Regions from separate parts of the Sus scrofa genome. Here region 1 is linked to region 2. A link is a contact called in public HiChIP or PLAC-seq data. All regions are on one chromosome and are shown on one strand. Each heading gives the region's core, a stretch centred on a gene start, on an enhancer-like site or on the middle of the called end of the contact. The rest is flanking DNA. Distances are from core to core; before and after follow the strand shown.

What was found. HiChIP or PLAC-seq counts read pairs in DNA pulled down with a chosen protein or histone mark.
Region 1: a contact with region 2 is called in an H3K27ac HiChIP or PLAC-seq map of alveolar macrophages. The contact joins two enhancer-like sites. A contact is called at or near these places in 1 of 47 Hi-C or Micro-C datasets (embryonic fibroblasts) and 1 of 2 datasets of contacts at active chromatin or transcription factors (alveolar macrophages).

Annotation. Positions count from the first base shown.
Region 1 is chr16:51,818,593-51,823,018 of Sscrofa11.1, reverse strand. The region is part of intron 6 of SH3PXD2B (SH3 and PX domain-containing protein 2B); the gene reads right to left. Among named protein-coding and RNA genes, the nearest start is that of UBTD2, 86 kb to the left of the region's middle. Within about 2 kb of position 2,633, at least 18 of the 83 cell types and tissues checked have an H3K27ac peak or open chromatin away from gene starts, as enhancers often do. A contact at or near this core is called in alveolar macrophages, where this site is marked.
Region 2 is chr16:52,139,341-52,144,028 of Sscrofa11.1, reverse strand. It overlaps STK10 (serine/threonine-protein kinase 10), which reads right to left. Exons shown (of 19, transcript XM_021077114.1): 19 at 3,651-4,688. Among named protein-coding and RNA genes, the nearest start is that of FBXW11, 71 kb to the left of the region's middle. Within about 2 kb of position 1,483, at least 32 of the 83 cell types and tissues checked have an H3K27ac peak or open chromatin away from gene starts, as enhancers often do. A contact at or near this core is called in alveolar macrophages, where this site is marked.

The DNA of each region.
Region 1 (4,426 bases), core at 1,384-3,883, 320 kb after region 2:
AGGAGACTATTAGTTTTCGATCGATGCTTTGCTGGAAACCACCAGGATGCCAGCCAAAGGGTGAGGAGGAAACAAGCTCCTATGTTAAATGGAGGACAACCCCCCTGTGGCCCCCCCCCGCAAAGGAGGTGACATAAAGCAGAGGCCCCTGAGACAAGGAGGCCTCGGGAGAATGGGCACAGAGACCTGCAGGCAGACTGTGGGATGGGGAAGGACCCTGAGCCTTCTAGGAACTGGGAGGAGGTGGCTCAAGTCAAGGAGTGAGGAGAGAGCAGTCCTGGGTGAGGTCACACTGGCAGACAAGGGTCGGAGCAGGCAGGGCTCTCTGAGCCACGGCAAGACGTTTGGATTGTTTTTAAACTCTGAAAGGCTTTAAGCCACTAAAAGGCTTTAAAAGGGAAATGACAAGTAAAGATGTACATCTTTAAAAAGAGAAATCTGGCTGCCATGTGGAAATTGGATTAGAGCCTGGCAAGAAAAAGAAAAAGAAAAAAAAAAGCTGACCAGATGGAGGTGGTGGCGTGTGCAGACAAGAGAGGATGGTGGCTTTGGATCAGGGCAGGGACAGCAGAGCTGAGGTGCTCCCTGAGAGGCCATTACCACAGGACACAGTGCTGTATGGCCCTGGTTAAGCACTGAGACACATCTGCTAAATGAATGAAAAGCTATCATAGCACACGGGGGATGCAAAGGAACATCTGAGTTCAAGACACTCCAAAGAGAAGGGTCAGCACTTTTTAAAACAAAAGCAGGCTGAGGAGTTCCCGTTGTGGTGCGGTGGAAATGAATCCGACTAGGAACCATGAGGTTGCAGGTTCGATCCCTGGCCTCACTCAGTGGGTTAAGGATCTGGCGTTGCCGTGGACTGTGGTGTAGGTCACAGATGTGGTTCGGATCTGGTGTTGCTGTGATTGTGGTGTAGGCTGGCAGCTGTGGCTCTGATTAGACCCCTAGCCTGGGAACCTCCATATGCTGCGGGTGCGCCCTAAAAAGACAAAAAGCCTGGGGGGAAGAAAAAGGCAGGCGAATGTGGCGGGAGGGCAAGCTGGCATGTGTGGCCACCAGGCCCTCATTTTCAGAAAGCCTGGATTCCAAGTACTCCCTTCTGTTGTTTCCATAAACCACTGAAATATCCATCTATGCATCTCTGCGCCCAAATACACCCATAGTGAGCCAATCTTGTGCATCTCTGCCCGACTCTGTTGGGTGGTGTCTTATTGAAAATGGCCATGGTGGGAGTATTGACACCGTGGAAATTGGCAAATGCTACAAAGCAGGGTTTTCCGTCAGAGAGCTGGTTGTGAGTTTTTACCAGCACACCACTGCACTCCGGCCTCTGACATCCAGAAGCAGCACAAAAACCCTTTGTTAGGAAGGGTTCTGTGCTCTGAATTTCTGATGTGGAAAATCAGAGCAGGGCACTGTCGCCAGGTGAAGGGTCACTGCTTCTTGGCTCTGTGACCACGTTCTGGCCATTGGCCCTTCCAGGCTGAGGTTAATGGAAGGAAGTGAGAGGGCCCCGGGGTGCCACTTGTACCCTGGGTGGAGAAAGCATGAGAACAGAGAGAGAGAGAGGAGAAAAAGAGGCAGAAGATATGAGACGAAGGTTCAGAAGACGATGGGGAGGGAAGCAGCCCCGGTCAATGCCTGTCACAGGCTACACACTGTACATAAACTATCTCGACACAACTGGCCTGGAGGGTAAGTGCTACCATCCTCATTTTACAGACAAGAAAACAGAGCTCAGGGAGTTCCTGCTGTGGCACAATGGGATTGGTGGGGTGTCTCTGAGGCTCTGGGATGCAGGTTCAATCCCTGGCCTGGCATAGTGGGTTAAGGATCCGGCGTTGCCGCAGTTGCAATGTAGGTCGCAACTGTGGCTCGGATCTGATCCCTGGCCGGGGAGCTCCATGTCTTGAGGCAGCCAAAACAGAAAATAAAGGGAACAGGGACTCAGAGATATCAACTGACCTACCTTGGATCCCATAGCTGGCTGGTGACAAAGCCAGATTTGAACCAGGTCCACCTGGTGGCAGTGGGTGAGGAAAAAAAGATGGAAGGCAGGCAGGCTGGTCGGAGGTCTGCTTGCTCTCCTCCACTGTGAGCCCCTATCACCACCCCTAAGTCTCATTTCTTTGCAGCTCTCACTCCTGCTGGCCCTCTCTTCCGCTGTCATCTCCCACCCAGGTCAGGCGGCAGGGCCAACCTCCTCCCAGCCTCAAGCAGGACAGTCCACCCAAGGCAGCCTGGCCACTACCCCCTCCCAGTGAGTAATCTCTTGACTGTGTCCTTAACCCCCTGGCACTGCTCCTGTGAGGTACCATCATATGAACGGGTGAAGGCAGACCTTGGCTTGGCGGAGGCTCTTGGCTGCCTGTCCTGGTCATTGTGAGCTGGGGACACATTCCCCTGTGAATGCAAAAGTAGAGACCAGGGTTTACCCCAGAATACAGCCCCCCCAGACGTCAAAGCCTCAGGAATGCATCTGCCCTTCTGTTTTAACCTCACGTGGTAACTGTGCTTCCCTGGGCCTCACCTGGAGAAAGAGGAGAGAAGCACCACTTCACAGTCAGGCTGGAAGGGCCGTACTCCCCGTACTCCCGCATGGGGGTTCTCTGCTGCCCCCTAGCGGCAGCCGTCAGGACGACCCCTCGCAGAGCCACCAGTCTGACACGGGAGGACTTCCTGCTAGCACTGCATCACTTCGCCCACATTGTCACTAAGCCACATCCTCTGCACCAGCATCTGAGAGCAGCTCCTTGGGGCCAGAGGTGTGGAGGTGGGGCCCTCGTGATTGGTCTCCATCCTGCCGCTCCTTCATACTGCAGCCAGAGTGCGCCTTCAGAATTGCTACTCTGATCACGCCATTCTCTGCTCAGCACGCGCTATGGCTCCCCAGTGCTCTCAGGTTCTCCAGGACCTGGACTTTGCCTGCCTTACTGGTTTCACTTTTGGCCACCTAATCCCTGGCTCACTTCTAAAACTGCAAAGCATGAGGGTTCCTTTGCATAGCTGTTTTCTCTGTCTGGGCTGTCTCCCCCTCTCCTCTCCATTCAAAAGAGAACCATCTATCCTTAGCCTCCTAACTGGCTCCTGCTGCCAGCCTTGACCCCGATAATCTCAACACAGCAGCTAGAAGAAAACTTTTGTTTATTTTTTTATTTTCTAGGGCTGCACCCACGGCATATGGAGGTTCCCAGGCTAGGGGTCTAACTGGAGCTGTAGCCGCCGGCCTACGCCACAGTCACAGCCATGCCAGATCAAGGCCATGTCTGTGAATTTCATCACAGCTCATGGCAATGCTGGATCCTTAACCCACTGAGCGAGGCCAGGGATCAAACCCACAACTTCATGGTTCCTAGTCGGATTCGTTTCAGCTGAGCCAAGACAGGAACTCCAGAAGAAACCTTTTAAAAGATGGCTCACACTCTTCAAAGTTAAGGTCCTGCAAAGGCTTCTGCCTCACTCAGGAAAAGCCCCAGTGGCCTACAGGCCTAATCTGTCTCTGATCATTACTTCTCCATTCTCTCCAAGGTAGCACAGACCACTGCTTCTCCCCATTCTCTCTTCCTCCTATAGAAACAACTGATTTCTAGCTAGGCCTCTTGGAATAAGACTCCTTTGTGGATGGGAATGGTCACGTGACTAAGTTTTAGCCAGTAGTGTAAGTGGAAGTGTTCTATGTAGCTACTCGGTAAGAATCCTTGTAGGAGGGGCTTACCCTATTTCACCCTTTACTTGCTCCTGCTGGCTGAAAGGTGAAAGTGATGGCTGGTGCCGCAGCAGCCATCTTGGACTCTAAGATAACCTTGAGAAATGCTGGACATGTGTGCCAAAGCCACGCGATAGGAGTCTGGGTCACTCCTACCATCAAACACTGTATTACTTCTGGGCCATCTATGGAGTTTGAACCAAGAAGAAACAAAATTAAATTTCTTAAGCCACAATTATTTTTAGTTACTATGCTCTGGCCTCCTTGCTATTGTTTGATAGTGTGAAGCATGTTCCCACCTGAGGGCGCTGTGCATTTGCTGTTCCTTCACCATGGCCAGTCTCCTGGAGATACCTGCAGAGCTTCCTTCCTCCCTTCCTTCACTTCCCGTTCAAGCGGCATCTTATCAGAGACCTTCCCTGACCACCTGCACTGCCTCACTCTTACTTCCTGCCATAGTGCTTTTCCTTTTATTTTATTTATTTATTTATTTATTTATTTTTTTTTTTTATTTATTTCTTTATTTTGTCTTTTTAGCTATTTCTTGGGCCGCTCCCGCGGCATATGGAGGTTCCCAGGCTAGGGGTTGAATCGGAGCTGTAGCCACCAGCTTACACCAGAGCCACAGCAATGCGGGATCCGAGCCACGTCTGCGACCTACGCCACAGCTCACGGCAACACCAGATCCTTTAACCCACTGAGCAAGGGCAGGGA
Region 2 (4,688 bases), core at 234-2,733:
AGAAGACATGGCCAAGTAGAGGTAGGAAGGATAAAGCTTCAAACTGATATAAATGGTTGATGAAGGCTTCTGACATGTCCGCTGTTACGCCTGAACACTGAGTATTTCACGTCAGTTATTTTTGTTTTATGTCTAGACTTTTTACTTTTTTTTTTCTTCAATGAAAGCTTTCTTGAGATATTCACATACCACAAAATTCACCCTTTTAAATAAGTATCCAGGCATATCTAGGTAATTTTGTGAGTTCAGTTTTCAGACCACTGCAATAAAGTATGATAGTAATGTGAGTCATATGATGTTTACGGCTTCCCAGTGCAAATACAAGTTATGTTTACACTATACTGTCATCTGCTAAGTGTGCAATAGCATTATGTCTCAAAATGCTTTTAATTAAGCTGTAATTTAAAATACTTTCTTGGTGAAAATGCAAAAACAATTACAGTAGTAACATCTGAGATCATTGATCTCAGATCCCTGAATATAATAATAATGAAATTTTATGAAATATTGTGAGAATTACCCAAATGTGACACAGAGACAGGAGGTGAGCAAAATGCTGTAGGAAGGATGGCTCCGATAGACTTGGTCTGTGCGGGGCTGCCACAGACCTTCAGGTTGTGAAAAACACGGTGTCTGCAAAACGCAGTAAAACAGGGTATGCCTGTACAATCAGTGGGATTTTTTTTTTTCTTTTCGTATATTCAGAGTTATGCAACCATTTCTGCTACCTACTTTTAGAACACTTAGTTCCTTTTTAAACTTTTGTTTTTAGCTCTCTGCTGACAATTTCAAATCACATTCTTTCTCTCTCCTCAAACATAGTAAGCATTGTGGTTTATGCTCCGATTACTCCAGTAACTCACATGCCTGTTGGTCTGCTGCTGATGTTCATTGCTTCTGCCAGCTTTAGCTTTAGTCATTTCCTGTGCGCCTAGTTACTTTTTAATTGTGTGCTAGATGGGGTTTTTTGTAAAATTGTTTTCAAAGGGCACCTGTGAGCACTAGCAATCCTGCATCACCCCAGGCCAGTTTTTAGGGGTTGTAATTATTTGAAGAGAACTGCAGACCCCATGAGGCCTGTCCCCATCAGGCTCAGTGTTATTCATGGGTATAGCCTTTCAGGCCTCTGCAACGGGAAAGTTTTCATTTGGGTCCCTTCCACCCTGCCCTTATGAGGCCCTGGCCTCTAATCCTTGTGTTCTTAGGAGGCCCTAGGAGGTTTTCAGAAGCTCAGACACACACGTTTCTGTTACCCACTCTGGGATCATCAAATGCTCCCAGGGTAAAACACCAGCATCGTCTCTCTGGCTCTCCGTCCTTGCGTGAATCTTGGCCTGATAGTTCTTCACTATCTTGTATGCCTGCAAGTAGATGTATTTAGTATTTTTGTCCAGATTTTCTAATTGTCCTCAGTGTGAGGACTGATCCGGATAACCTAATCTGCCATCACTGAAAATGAAAGTTCTTTCAGTTTCGTTTTTAACTGAAGACATACTTGTTAGCCAGACCTAGTGAACCTACCTCTGGTAGCACAGTGAGTTCATATACATCCAGACTACAGCCCCCAGACCCCCACTGCTCCCTTCATAGAACCTTTATGGCATAGGGAGCTCAGACTGGGTATCTCAGTGCTGCAGCCTGATGGGTTCTGGGTGCTAAGGGGTTAGCTAAGGCCTTACCCCTGCCTTCATGAAGCCTGCAGTCTGCCCTTTCTTTCCTAAAGCGTCCAACCTTTATGGGCCATTGTTCCCATTCAAAAGCGTCTCTGTCCTCAGCTGCTCTCTTAAATTGCTATAATTTGTCATGATTTCAACTTTCCTTCCTCTGAGTAAACTCTTTCCCAGCCTTCTTACTGTTCTTGCAGCAATAAAGGTCAGTCTGAACCCAGCATTCAGGTCTCACCCTGTCCTTCTCTCAACCTCATGGCCCATAAAACACTCACCCTCAACCATTGCCCCATCTCTGAATGCATGTGGTTTGGCACATACTGCTTTGTCCTCCTAGACTTAGCATCACCTCCACTGAGAAGTCTTCCCTGATTCTCCCAGGCTACGTCAGCCTGAATTGATATTCTGCTTCTCCAGGTCTGTTTCCTTAGTGGGACAAACATTTTGAAGCCAGTGTCAATGTTTTTATTTCATCATCTCTAGCACTTGGTACTTAAGAGGTGTCAGTAAATATGGAATGATCTCATTTCCCAAGTCCCACCCGTTCCCTAATTCATGGTCTTTTCTGCCAGTCTCATGAATCTTTCTCCCCAGGCACCTCCATCATTTTTCTAGCCCTTAATGGAAGGCATGCCAGCTGCTTATTTGCCTCCATCACCCCCAGACACAGGGAGTTCAGTGGGGCGCTGTAATTGTGGGGCGCCACCTGCTGGTGGGAAGGTTTCTTGGACAGTGATTCAGGACTGCAGATAGAAGGGGTCCTTAACCTTAAGGTGTTCTTTGTAGATCCACTTCTCAGAATAACATTTTCAGATGCACAGGATAAAGCGCATAGATCACAAGTAAAACTTTGGAGTTCCCATCGTAGCTCAGTGGTTAACAAACCCAGCTAGTGTCCATGAGGACACGGGTCTGATCCCTGGCCTTGCTCATTGGGTTTAAGGATCTGTGGTGTAAGCTGGCAGCTGCAGCTCTGATTTGACCCCTAGCCTGGGAACCTCCATGTGCCACGGGTGTGGCCCTAAAAAGACAAAAAACAAAACAAAACAAGATTACAAGTAAAACCAGTAATAATGAAATAGAGGTATCAAAATATTAGAAAAATTGTATTTTATTTAGATGTAATATATGTTATATATATATTGCTCATTAAATAACAAGATCTGGCAATAGGTTCAATAACTACTATAATTTCAAAATAATGAACGAAAATGATAATTGGGAGATGTCTGCAATAGCTGTAATGTGAGATGAAATCTCTGTGATTTGTACTGCTGATAACATTAGAGTTTGGTGCCTGTGCGCATAAAGGAAATGCTGATTTTCACTTAGAGGTTGGTGAAACTAAAGACCAAATCTTTCCCATCCATATACAAAGAGTCCCTGAGTACCCATGGATCTCGTGTGTGTGTGTATGTGTGTGTGTGAAGAAGGACCCTGGACTGCAGGTTAAGAACCCCGGAATGGGGTTTTAGATGTATGGTTGAAACGTTTAAATATGGCAGAGATGGTAGCTAGGGGTTAAGTGTGTGTGTGTGACTCTTGCTGAGTGTATGGGGCACAGTTGGCAGGAGAGAAGTCGGGGAGAGAGTCCACCTTCGAATCCCATAGGAATCACCTGGCAGTGTTGCCAGCCTTGGCCTGACTCTCCCCTTACCAGTGTCTGTTCCCTCATTTATAAAACAGGAATGCCAGTGTCTTCCTTATGCGTGTTGTTGAAAGGATTCAATAAGCTAACATGTAAAAACCCTTGGGAGTCAAATGTTTTTGTTAAGTGAGAATGATTCTAAATGTAGAAAACGCACACACACACACCAAACCAAGCATAACCTCTTTCAGTATAGAAACCCCAGAGTCCGACCGGCTCTACAACCTGGGAGGCCCCAGTGTACTCAGCAGAGAGTAACCCGTTTCTTATCCAGCAGATGTAGGTAAAATCTTCCCTGCCTTTCCCAGCTCAATACAAAAGAACAAGCTCAGATGCAAAGTTTCTCACCTTGTTATTTTATTAGAAGCATATTTACATTCTTGCAGTTAACTTTGCAGAGAAGATTTTACAAAAATTCTGTATAAAATTTGGAAACTACGTAAAAATAACTTCTGTCCTTCATAAAGGGGAAAATATAAGTTAGTTACATTTACTCTGCTAAAAAATGACTGAAAATGAGAAACAGTTTCGCCTGTCCCTTCCAGAGAAAACATGAGCACAGAGCACAGGGAATACTGCATGGGCTTTCTCAGTGATGGGCTCTGCACGCCGGCTCCATTGTGAGTGAGGCTGGGAGACCCAACCAAACCCCAACCAGAAAGGACAGGGGAGCTGGTAGGGCTTGGGCAGCACTGAGCAGGAAGCAGCAACTCCCTGAATGAGATTCCAAAGTGAAAGACAAACCAAATAAGGGAATGATCAAAGACTTCCCCTTGAACCATGAAATAGGCATTTCATCTAATACTCATTCTCACACTCCAGGCTACAAAGGCAGGACTGTATTTTAAAGCCCATCAGCCCTGTCATTGGTCAATGCCTGACCATCCACCAATGCTGGCCCTGCCTGGTGGACCTGGGTCTGTGTTCTGCAGTTACACTGCTGCTATTCCCTTTTTCCCAGCACCTGTGCACCAGAGAGACTCACAGGGGATCATTATTTCCCTTGTCTCATTTGTGTGAGACCTGAAAATTGTTGCTCCTGAGGCAGGCAAAGCTGAGTGCTCCCTAAGCCACAGGGACCAACACCTTCCCGCGCTGATACTTCCCAGACTATCTTTACTGCATCTGTAAGAAGTAGGAGCCCCAAGTCCCTTTTCCTGTTAAATGGCTAACCTCCCATCCCAAGATGCAGTTACCACCAGTGCTCAGAAAACTCCAGGGAATTGCCTTAGAAAGATAAAGCATCAGACCTTAACCTATAGGAGTGAAGAAAGAAAGTCCTCCCACAGTGCGTCAGCCACCTCATCACCAGCAAAGTAGCACCCAGACTCAGTACACCTATTTCATTCCTTAAAATCACCTGCAGTTTTCTG